2 separate regions of the Drosophila melanogaster genome follow, and region 2 is linked to region 1. A link is a contact called in public Hi-C data. All regions are on one chromosome and are shown on one strand. The core of a region is the stretch at or near the end of the contact, and the rest is flanking DNA. Distances in the headings are between cores, read along the strand shown.

Region 1 (4,842 bases), core at 512-3,011:
CGCCTTCTTCCTCCAGGAAGCGCTTCATCTCGATGACGACTTGGGTTTCTCCCAAAGCCAAGCGCACGGCGGCACTACTGCCACCATCGCTTGTGTCCAGGATGCGTTCCTTTGAGGTCTTGAATTGCTTGGCGAGAATTTCTGCAACAGCATTGGCACCCAGAAACAATGTGTTCCAGCCAATTGGTTTTTGGGCGTTCTTCTTGAGTTTCAAGGCCTTCTTTTCTTTGAATGACAGACTGGCATCGTTTTCATCCAAATCCTCTTTCGGATTCTTTTCGATGTCCTTGCTGGGCAGAAGGTGCAAGAGACGGCCATGGAAATCAGTGCCATCGAGGGTATTAAAAGCCTTTAATGCGTGCTCCGGCATCATGTACGTAACTGTACCAAAGCCCTTGATTTTTCGCGTTAGCTTGTCGAGGGGCAAGTTAACCTCCACCACGGGACCGAACTGCTCGAAAAGCTTGCGCAGATCCTCTTCGGTAGTAGTGTATGCTAGATTACGAAAGAATATCCTCCCGGACTCGGAGATGTCATCTTCTTTGGATAAACTGTCCTGCTGATGCTTCCACTTCGCATTGCCCGCATCGACGGCGGCTGGTGCCAATGGTTGTCCACTCTTGCTCGCTTTGGTCACCTTGTTCTTCTCTGTAAAGTCGGAGAAGAATACTTGCTTGCCCTTGATGAAACTCTTGTTTTTAAGCATTCCCTTGGCCATGTCTTTCTCAGTTTTAAAACCCACGTAGCAGAAGCCGTGAACTTTGCTGGGCAGCCGAACGGAGTACGGTTTCAGGGGCTTGAAAAACTTTAGCACCTCCTGGCGCTTGGTGTTGTATGGTACATTGTGTATTTTAATGGTGAACAGCTCCAAATTTGATTTATCCGCCTTGGCTTTGGGTTTCTTTGCAGTAGCTTCGCCGGATGTGGTTGCCATCAGGGATTTCATATACTCAAGATCGCTGATGGGCTTTTCGGCCAGTTTATCGGTGTCTTCTTCCTCATCTGCCTCATCGCCTGAGCCATCCTCATCTCCTGCATCTGCATCCACTCCACTGTCATCTCTGGCAGCTCGAGATTCTTCCTGTTCCTCATCATCCTCTTCTTCGTTCTCCCGATTTTTATTTATACCCAAATCGTTTCCCCACAGCGTTCGCGACTTGTCATGCGCCTCTAGAAACTCTTGGAATTCCGGATCGTCTTTGTGTCTGCTCAAAATTTGGTCCACCTTGTCAACTTTATCTTTCTTCTTCTTTTTCTCAGACTCCTTAGCCTTGGCAGCCGCCTCCCTTTCCTTCTCCTTCAATTTGTCTAGGTTCTTCTTGCTGTCCTTGGCGTACTTGCTCCAAGATTGTGGCTTATCTTCGCTGCCCAAGGCAGCACAGGATTCGACGCGCACCCGGCTGGTCTGAATGCATGTGTTGTCAAAGTGCCGGATGGCCGATTGGGCCTCCTCCTCGGTGCTGTAACCCACGAAGCAAAATTGCCGAAACTTTCCATCGGGCGTGTATTTTAGTTGCAGATCCGTAATCGTGCCCTGGGCACCAAAAATCTGACGCAGTTTGTCTTCGGTGATCTACAATTTCAGTTTAAGTAGATGCTTTTTTTTAACAAGTCTACATACTCACATGCTTGGGCAGCTGTTTGACTATAATTCGTGACATCTTTTGTGGCTAATTTGTCGGTCTGCAGCTAAAAACTCATTTAAGAAAACTTTTGTTTACAAACAAATTGAAACAACACGTGCATTAGATATGCAAAACGAGCGATAGTAGCATCAGTAGTATCGAAAGTCGAAATTTGTATACTATCGAAAAGTCTATCGTTTCATCGACTCTACTTTACGTTACATTTTACATGTAGATATTCAAATTTATATATTTTTTAAGTTGTGTTTCGATTATAATGGGTGATGGCAAATCAAAGCTGAATGAAAAAGTAAAATAACCTCGACTTCAAAACGTCACTTCGCTTGAGCATCCTTATATTTCCCCAGTTCAAGTTTAAAGGGTGGATTTTTACAAACTTACAACGTTGGAAAAGTTATATTTTGAAAGGAAACTCTTTAAGCGACTTATACACAAAGATACATGGTAATTGTATTGGCACATTAAACGTAGATGACAAATATGTTAATATATAAGTGTTTAGAATAGACTTCAGGTGGAGCTACGGTAGAGATATAGATATGCGATTGGATTGTCGGATTGTGGGAGTACAAGGTCTTGTGTGTTTCGTTTAGTGTCTCATTTTTAACATATAATACAGTCCGTTGCTGGCTTGAAACTGGTGAAGCACAGTTGGCAGTTGATTCTCGATGTGGCCATCATCCATCCTCTTGTATCCGTTGTATCATTATAGTATATGGCATACAGTAGGCGAACGATGATGCGTTAAAGCTTAACGTTGCTCAGTTGGTCTCCTTTGTGGATCCTTGGATCCTTGGGCTGGGTCACTAAACAGAATATTTCGGCTAAGGCACTAAAATTACATAATTTCATTCAACGTCTACGTTCTATCATAAATCTGATTTGTTCGTCTCGTCTCAGATCTTCGTTCTTAGTTAAAATTGAAGTAGTTGTTATGGGAAGTGGGGTTGTTCGCAGAGCTCTAGGGTTCCAGGCGATTGCGACTGAAGCAGCTATCGGGGAGAGCCTTGGAAATAAGTCCAATATTCTGGACTTCATCCTTGAGCTCCCTCAGCTCGGCATCGTACTTGTCGATCAGATTCTTCTGAATGGTGCGCTGTTCCCGGTACTTTTCGATGCGTCCCGTCAGGTTGACGCGATTGATCTCACCCTCCACAGTGGCCAAACGATTCTCTGCGAGATTAATTAGATTACTCATAAGTAAATTCAGATTAGAGAGGTTTCTGTTTCTTACCCAATCTATCCAAATCGCCCGTGTTGATGTCCTTCAGATTCTCCAGCTCATCCTTGATGGCCGTCAGGTCGGCATTGGCCTTCTCGATCTGCTTCTGGGCCTCCTGGGTATCGGCCTTGGCCTGACCCACCTTTCGCTTGGCGTCGTCCACCAGATTGTCGTCCTTGGTCGAGCTCTCCTCCAGCTTGAAGATGTCCATTTCGGTGAGTTTCACGCGATGATTCAGTTGGTCGGCCTCTTCGCGCAGATTGCGGGCAGCCACCTTGGTCTCATTGGCTTTGCGGCGGATCAGCTCAGCATCCTGTCAAGAAATTTTACGAATTTAGTAAGGATAATAAGATGTCCCTGAATGACTTACCTTGGAAGCCTGTTCGGCATACTTCAGCTGCGCCTCCTGGGCATTCTTCTTGGCCTCGTTGGCATTCTTATTGGCTCCATCGAGAGCCTCCTCCGCCTGGCTGATCAGGCTTTCCGCATTCTGAATCTCCTTCTCGATGTTGGGCACCGTCTGCAGGGCTTTCTCCGCACTCTCAGAAGAGCGCTGGACATCCGACTGGAAGCCGGCCAACTTCTCGTAGGTATTGTTGGCCTCCTTTAGGGTATTGTCGCCCTGTTCCACTGCCTTGGTAGCCTTGTCGTGGGCAGCCTTGGCTCGCTCTAGCAGCTCGATGTCCTCCAGTTGCTGCTGTTCAGCTCTGAAATTATAGATCAAGTTAGAAAAGAGTTAATAAGGATAAGGCGTGGAGCACCCACCTCTTAAGCAGCGCCTCCGTCAGTTCCTGTTCCGTTTCGAAATCCGCAAAGAGTTCGCCGTTGCTGTTGGACAATTCAGTTATCTGCTTGAGTAGCTCATCCGCTCGTTCATTGGCGGCCACTGCATCCTTCTTCAACTGACTGATATCGATTTCCGGTTGCGTCTGACGATTGACATCATTGAGCAGGGTCAATGCTGTATCGTAGACCTCGTTGGCTTTGCGAAGAGCCTCCTTGGAGGTCTGCACTACGGTGCCCAGGGATTGTTTCACATGACTCAGCTCCAGACCAACCTCCGAACGGAGCTCGGTGCCGATCTTTAGCTGCAAATCGATGGCACTCTTGGCCAGCTGATGGGCCTTCTCCACCGCATCCTTGGCATCCTTGGCGTTCTTCAAATCGAACTGGGCCTCCGACTCCAGTTTGTCGGCCAGGGCACGAGCCTCCCGCGAGATGTCCGAGATCTGTTCCGATTGCTGTCCAAATTCCACAGACTTCTCCTTGGCCCGGGCCAAAGCCTGAGCACCTTCGTCATTCAGGAGGTCGAGGGCCTGCTGCAGTTCCTTCTTGGCGTTCTCGGTGATCTGGTCCAGAATGGTATAGTTCTGGCGCGCCCTGTCGATCTCCCCATTGGCATCTGCCTGGAACTTATCCGCGCTCACCAGATGCTCTCTCACGCTGTCCAGGTGCTTGTGAAGATCATCGATGACCTCTGCGTATGTTTGACCACCATCACCGGAATTATCGCGTGCATCCTGGGCCAGGACAGCCACCTTCTCCTGCACCGCCTTCAACTTGGCCTCGAACTCATCGTCATTGGTCACCGGCGTGCGAGCAATCTCGTCCAGCGTTTGACTGAGATTGAACAACTTGGCACGATGCAAATCGGCGGCATCTTGGACGAGGTTATAGCAATCGGGGCAATCGATGCAACCCCGATGCCTGTCGTACTTGTTCTCCTTGCAGCGATCGCAACGACGTCCTTCCACGTTATCATTGCAAGGACACTGACCATTCTGGTCGCACTGGAATCCCTTTGAGCCGCTCTCGTCGCATTCGCATGGCTTGCAGCCCTCGCTGGAGAATCCGTAGAAATAGTTCTCGCACTGATCGCACCGCTGACCCATTACACCTGGTCGGCAGTGACACTGGCCAGAGTAGCGATCGCAGGTGGAGTTGTAGCTGCCCACCGGATCGCACAGGCAGTTC
Region 2 (4,987 bases), core at 2,447-4,946, 260 kb before region 1:
CTTAGGATTAGATTAGTAGCAATTGCAAGTAATTTAAGAGTAAATTGTTCGCTCCAGCCAGTCGTCCAAGTTGAAGAAGGCCGTGTCCGAATTGTCCGTGTCCCGTTCGCGGAACATCTCGATGAATGTTCTAACCTTGATGGCACACATCAGGAAATCGTCGAATGGTATTTGTCCCTCCCGCGATCCGTAGCGATGGGCCAGGGCGTTCAGGAGCCGGTTGTTCAGATGATAGCCAGCCGAATTGAGTGCTCCGCGCAGATGGAATCCATCAATACTGCCAGTGCGACGGGTGTCATATAGCTTAAAGACCGCCCGCCACTTGGCAATATCGGTAAGCAGAGCTTCGAACTCCTCGAAACCAAGGCGACCGGAGCGATCCTTGTCCAGCATGGCTACCATCGAACGCACGGCATCCTTGGAGAAGCCATCACTGCCCACCATAACATCGCGCATAGAGTGGTCCAGGATGCGCTTCAGCTCCTGCCAGTCGACTTCCTCATCGCTGCCAGCCACGCTGTCGAACAGACGACGCAGTGCAATGCGCTGCGGATCATCCTCCTCCTTTGGAGTCGGTGGCGGCAGAGACGGAGCAATGCGATCGTCGGTCTCGCCAAAGCCAACCTCATCGTCGTTCTCCTCCATATTGTTCCTTGTCTCCGAGAAGACGCGAATAATGAACTCGCCCTCCTCATTCGGATCGAAGGTCGATGGAACAATCAGGTAGTGGCCAGGTGGCAACTTAAACCGGGCGCAAACCTCGCGCGTGTTGATAAAATGTGGTGAACGCGCCACCGATGCTCGGTACTTGAAGAAGTTGAGTCCCTGGGGCTTCACTTGCATGTCACGGTCTGTGAGATGATATATAGCAAATCCGATGGTCAGACAGTCGATGCCCACGTTGCGCTTGCTACGTCGATTCTTCTGCATAAGGGCCACAATAGCCGTGCATTTGCCATCGTCATCCTCGTCGTCGGGATCCTCCAGCGAAATGATGTACTGCGGATTGTGCCAGAAGGTTTCCAGGAAGTTTCTGCAACCGCCGGCTGTTACTCCCGATGTCCACTCACCCTCGAACATGGACATTTCCCACTTGCGGCGAGAGCTGTGCTGCTGATCCTCAGTCAGCGAGTCGGGCGACAAATTACATATCTCCACGCGATCAAAATGATTGAGGAAGTCCTGGAAGGACATCCAGAACTCGCCGTCCCTATCGAAATTCAGGCCAATCTCCTCCTTCGTGTGCTCCGGAATAAATCGCCACTCAGGCGAGCTGTCGCTCCACGGACCGCTCCATTCGGCATCGTTGCCCCATGGATTACGCATACGTATCATGGGCAATTTTCCCTGCCGATTGGGCGTCGATATGTCCATGAGGCACACCTTGGTAATGGAGTATGCATGACCGCGAATCAAACCTTGTGGCGTCTCCGCTTCCAGAACATGTGGATCCGGCTCCAAAGAGCAGCCCATCATCGAGCCACGCTCGGCGGCCTTCATCATGATGCTGAATAGATTTGGGGGCGCCTCCTTGATGTCGTACCACTCGGTGACGCCGCCAGTAAAGTCCTCCATGGCCTCGCACGTGGTGCCGCCTAATCGTGAAGAGATGGTTACAAAAAAATTATTAGAATGAAAGTATTTAAATTTCAGATCTATTCAACAAAGTCCTAACCGCGATAAGTGCCACATTAGTTTATTTTTTTTTAAGAACATATGATAAGCATAGTGTATTTTTAGAAACTAAAATAAATTTTGGTATGCCACAAATTTTCTACGCTTCTACAAATACTGATAATATTCCATTTCCTACCCTTGAGTGCTTCATAAGATCCATGCAGCTTTGCATAAGCCTTCTCCAGCAAGGCACTCCAAAACTCGTTCTTCTCCGTGGAGTGCATGTAGATTAGCTCGCCATTATAGGTGGGCAGACGGTCATCAATGACCACTTCCACCCACTTGCCATACTGCCAAAACTTGAAGTGAAAGATGCCAGCGTAGTTCTCCTGGAAGTCCTGATCCGGCGGGATTACCCTAAAGAAGAGCGTCGAGTCCTGCGTCAAATTGGCAGCTGCAGCCAGTAGCCAGCTGTGAAGGAATATTTAATTTTTGAATTTATGTCCACTTATGTGTTATTAATGCGTTTGGTCTTACCAATCGCCAAGTTCTCCTTGTTGCACATCGAATCGTGAATAGCCTTCCACGAAGAACTGCGGATCATCGGCGATGTCACCGGGACGCAGCCACTCGTAGTAGCGATCCGGTCGTCGTGAGTACATCAGCGAAGCGTTGGTGGCCGGAAAATCGGGATCCTCGAACATGGTTCCATTAGCCAGGCAACTGTCGCGCAGCGATTGGAAATCGCCTTTGCTTACGCTGTTCTGCCGGGCACTAGTGGCCTTGCGACCCATCCAAAACATGTTCTGGTTCTCGGGCACCTTCACGCTGGTGAAGCTTAGCTCGGCCACGCCGACGGAAGGTTCCTCCTCCTGGGTTGGAGCACTTTCCGGTGGCGGTGCCGTGGGATATGGTAGTGCTGGGAATCCGATATTGTGCTGGGGAGCCGGACTCGTTGGCATGGGAGCGTACGGCATTGGCATACCGGGCAAACCGGGCATGGCAGATGGATATGGTGCGAGCGGAGCCGCCGGATAGGGTAGATTGGGCTGCGGCATGCCAGTTGGATAGGGCATTCCGGTTGGATAGGGCGCCATAGGCGCAGTGGGGTACGGCAGCGATGATACGTTGGCTGATGGCAGACTAGGATAAAGTCCTGATCCAGGGTATGGCGTGGCACTGGGGTATGGAGCCGGCGCTGAGGGGGCTTCTGGCACGGGCATTCCCATGCCCATGGTGGGTCCCGCATACGAAGCATTCTGGGCATGACTCGTCTGCTTTACCACATATGGCATTCCGCCCACGGATTCGGATGATGGATAGGGCAACGAGGGGTAGAGACCCGCTTTGGGTTTGGGAGCTCCTCCTCCTTCGTTCCCGCCGCTGACTTCATTCTTGCTGTAGCCCAAGGCCGCCAAATTGACAAGGCCAATGCCACTGGCATGATAATTCTTGGGGTAATTATCAATGCCGTACATTTTTACTGGTTTTTCGCTGTGGTTTTCCTCGTCCACGCACTGGTTTTTCCCTAAATCTAACTACTAATGGCGTTGCAAATCGGCTAAAACTACGGAACTGGATGATATCCAGATGTTTATTAACTCGCTGCCGTGGTAAAACTGCTGACTCGCTGAGAATCGTACGCTTTAAATGGGAGAAGTATCCAAATTTAACTTTCTCGGTAAATGATTCATAATCTTTAACCCTTGCGCGTTCTGTATAAATTTTCTTTGAATATGCATGTGCAATCAAAAAAGCTTTGAAAATGCAGAATGAAATATTTATAACATTCTAATTCATTTATTAACTCAGAAAATATATTATAGAAATATTAATTTTGTTTTATTAAACAGTTTCAATAAAAACAAATATAGCTTTTAATAAATTTTAGTTTTCTAAAAAATGTATTTTTATGGTATTAGAGAAGTAGTTATGTAGTCTATATTGTTTACGAACGTAAACTATTAAATTAGTGTCAATATTGAAGACCCAACACGTTTCGAGGGTTAAAAAAAGGCGAGCAGGGCTACATTGTCGCGCAGAGTTGCCATCTTTATCCGAATGAATTTGGTATTTTTTTAGCCCTGTCGGCATTTTCAATAGAAGAAGAAGAAGTTAAACAGTGCTGTGTTTTTTTTTATAACAAACGCAAATTAGTTAATAAATTCTGGCGCAGAACCGGCATTTGAGCGATGGAAACGCAACCTGAGGTGCCCGAGGTGCCGCTGCGACCGTTTAAATTATAAGTATTCACCCTGCTCTGTTAGGAATCCAAAAATAATGAGTTCTCCCTTTTGAATAGCACGGCGCATCAGGTTGTGAGCCTCACGGGCATCAGTTTCGAGCGGAGGAGCATAATCGTAAGGATATAACTTAGATACACTTAAATATGTACAAAACATAACACACCTCCTCCCTTTAGGGCGTGGTCGAGCTGACCATTGTGCCGAACAGCGAGAATCTGCGCCTGATACGCCTGAATGCCAAGCAGCTGAGAATCTACAGCGTCGTTTTGAACGATGTCTGCCAGGCGGATTTCACGTACTTCGATCCCTTCCAGAACATCTGCTACAAGGAGCACAAGAGCCGCGCGCTGGAGGTCTACTCCAAGCATCATCTGACCGCCGCCCAGTACACCGATCCCGATGTGAACAACGGCGAACTGCTCATCCAGGTTCCGCCCGAGGGCTACTCTATGATCCAGGAGGGTCAGGGTCTGCGCATCCGCATCGAGTTCTCGTTGGAGAATCCCAAATGCGGCGTACATTTTGTCATACCACCCGCTTCAACGGACGAGGAGACACAGATGAACAGCTCGCATATGTTCACCAATTGCTATGAAAACTCGTCGAGATTGTGGTTTCCCTGCGTGGACAGTTTCGCCGATCCCTGCACCTGGCGGCTGGAGTTCACTGTCGACAAAAATATGACCGCCGTTTCGTGTGGAGAACTTCTAGAAGTCATTATGACCCCAGATCTGCGAAAGAAAACCTTCCACTATTCGGTTAGCACACCAGTATGTGCACCAAATATTGCGCTGGCTGTGGGTCAGTTTGAGATCTACGTGGATCCGCACATGCATGAAGTGACCCACTTTTGTCTGCCCGGATTGTTGCCGCTGTTAAAAAATACGGTTCGCTATTTGCACGAGGCATTTGAATTTTACGAGGAGACCTTATCTACGCGCTACCCATTCAGTTGCTACAAACAAGTGTTTGTAGACGAATTGGACACGGACATAAGTGCCTATGCCACTATGAGCATTGCTTCGGTGAATCTGCTGCACTCCATAGCTATCATCGATCAGACCTATATATCTCGAACCTTTATGTCGCGCGCTGTGGCTGAGCAATTCTTCGGCTGCTTTATT

Evidence for each region. A called contact is a pair of places that touch in the nucleus more often than the background predicts.
Region 2: a Hi-C map of the Kc167 cell line shows a contact between it and region 1, with 1.7 times the contacts expected there. A contact is called at or near these places in 16 of 107 Hi-C or Micro-C datasets (the D17-c3 cell line, the Kc167 cell line, the S2 cell line and 5 more).

What each region holds. Positions count from the first base shown.
Region 1 is chr3L:9,621,156-9,625,997 of dm6, reverse strand. CG3335 reads right to left here and starts at 1,761. Exons shown (of 4, transcript NM_140080.2): 1 at 1,626-1,761; 2 at 1-1,573. The coding sequence starts at 1,661. LanB2 (Laminin B2) reads right to left here. Exons shown (of 10, transcript NM_079282.2): 7 at 3,634-4,842; 8 at 3,239-3,575; 9 at 2,881-3,181; 10 at 2,018-2,819. The coding sequence ends at 2,608.
Region 2 is chr3L:9,887,392-9,892,378 of dm6, reverse strand. Taf2 (TBP-associated factor 2) reads left to right here and starts at 3,696. Exons shown (of 6, transcript NM_168387.3): 1 at 3,696-3,859; 2 at 3,923-3,977; 3 at 4,040-4,987. The coding sequence starts at 3,810. CalpB (Calpain-B) reads right to left here and starts at 3,617. Exons shown (of 3, transcript NM_079292.5): 1 at 2,155-3,617; 2 at 1,814-2,088; 3 at 1-1,595. The coding sequence starts at 3,095. The coding sequence ends at 34. It also overlaps asRNA:CR45875.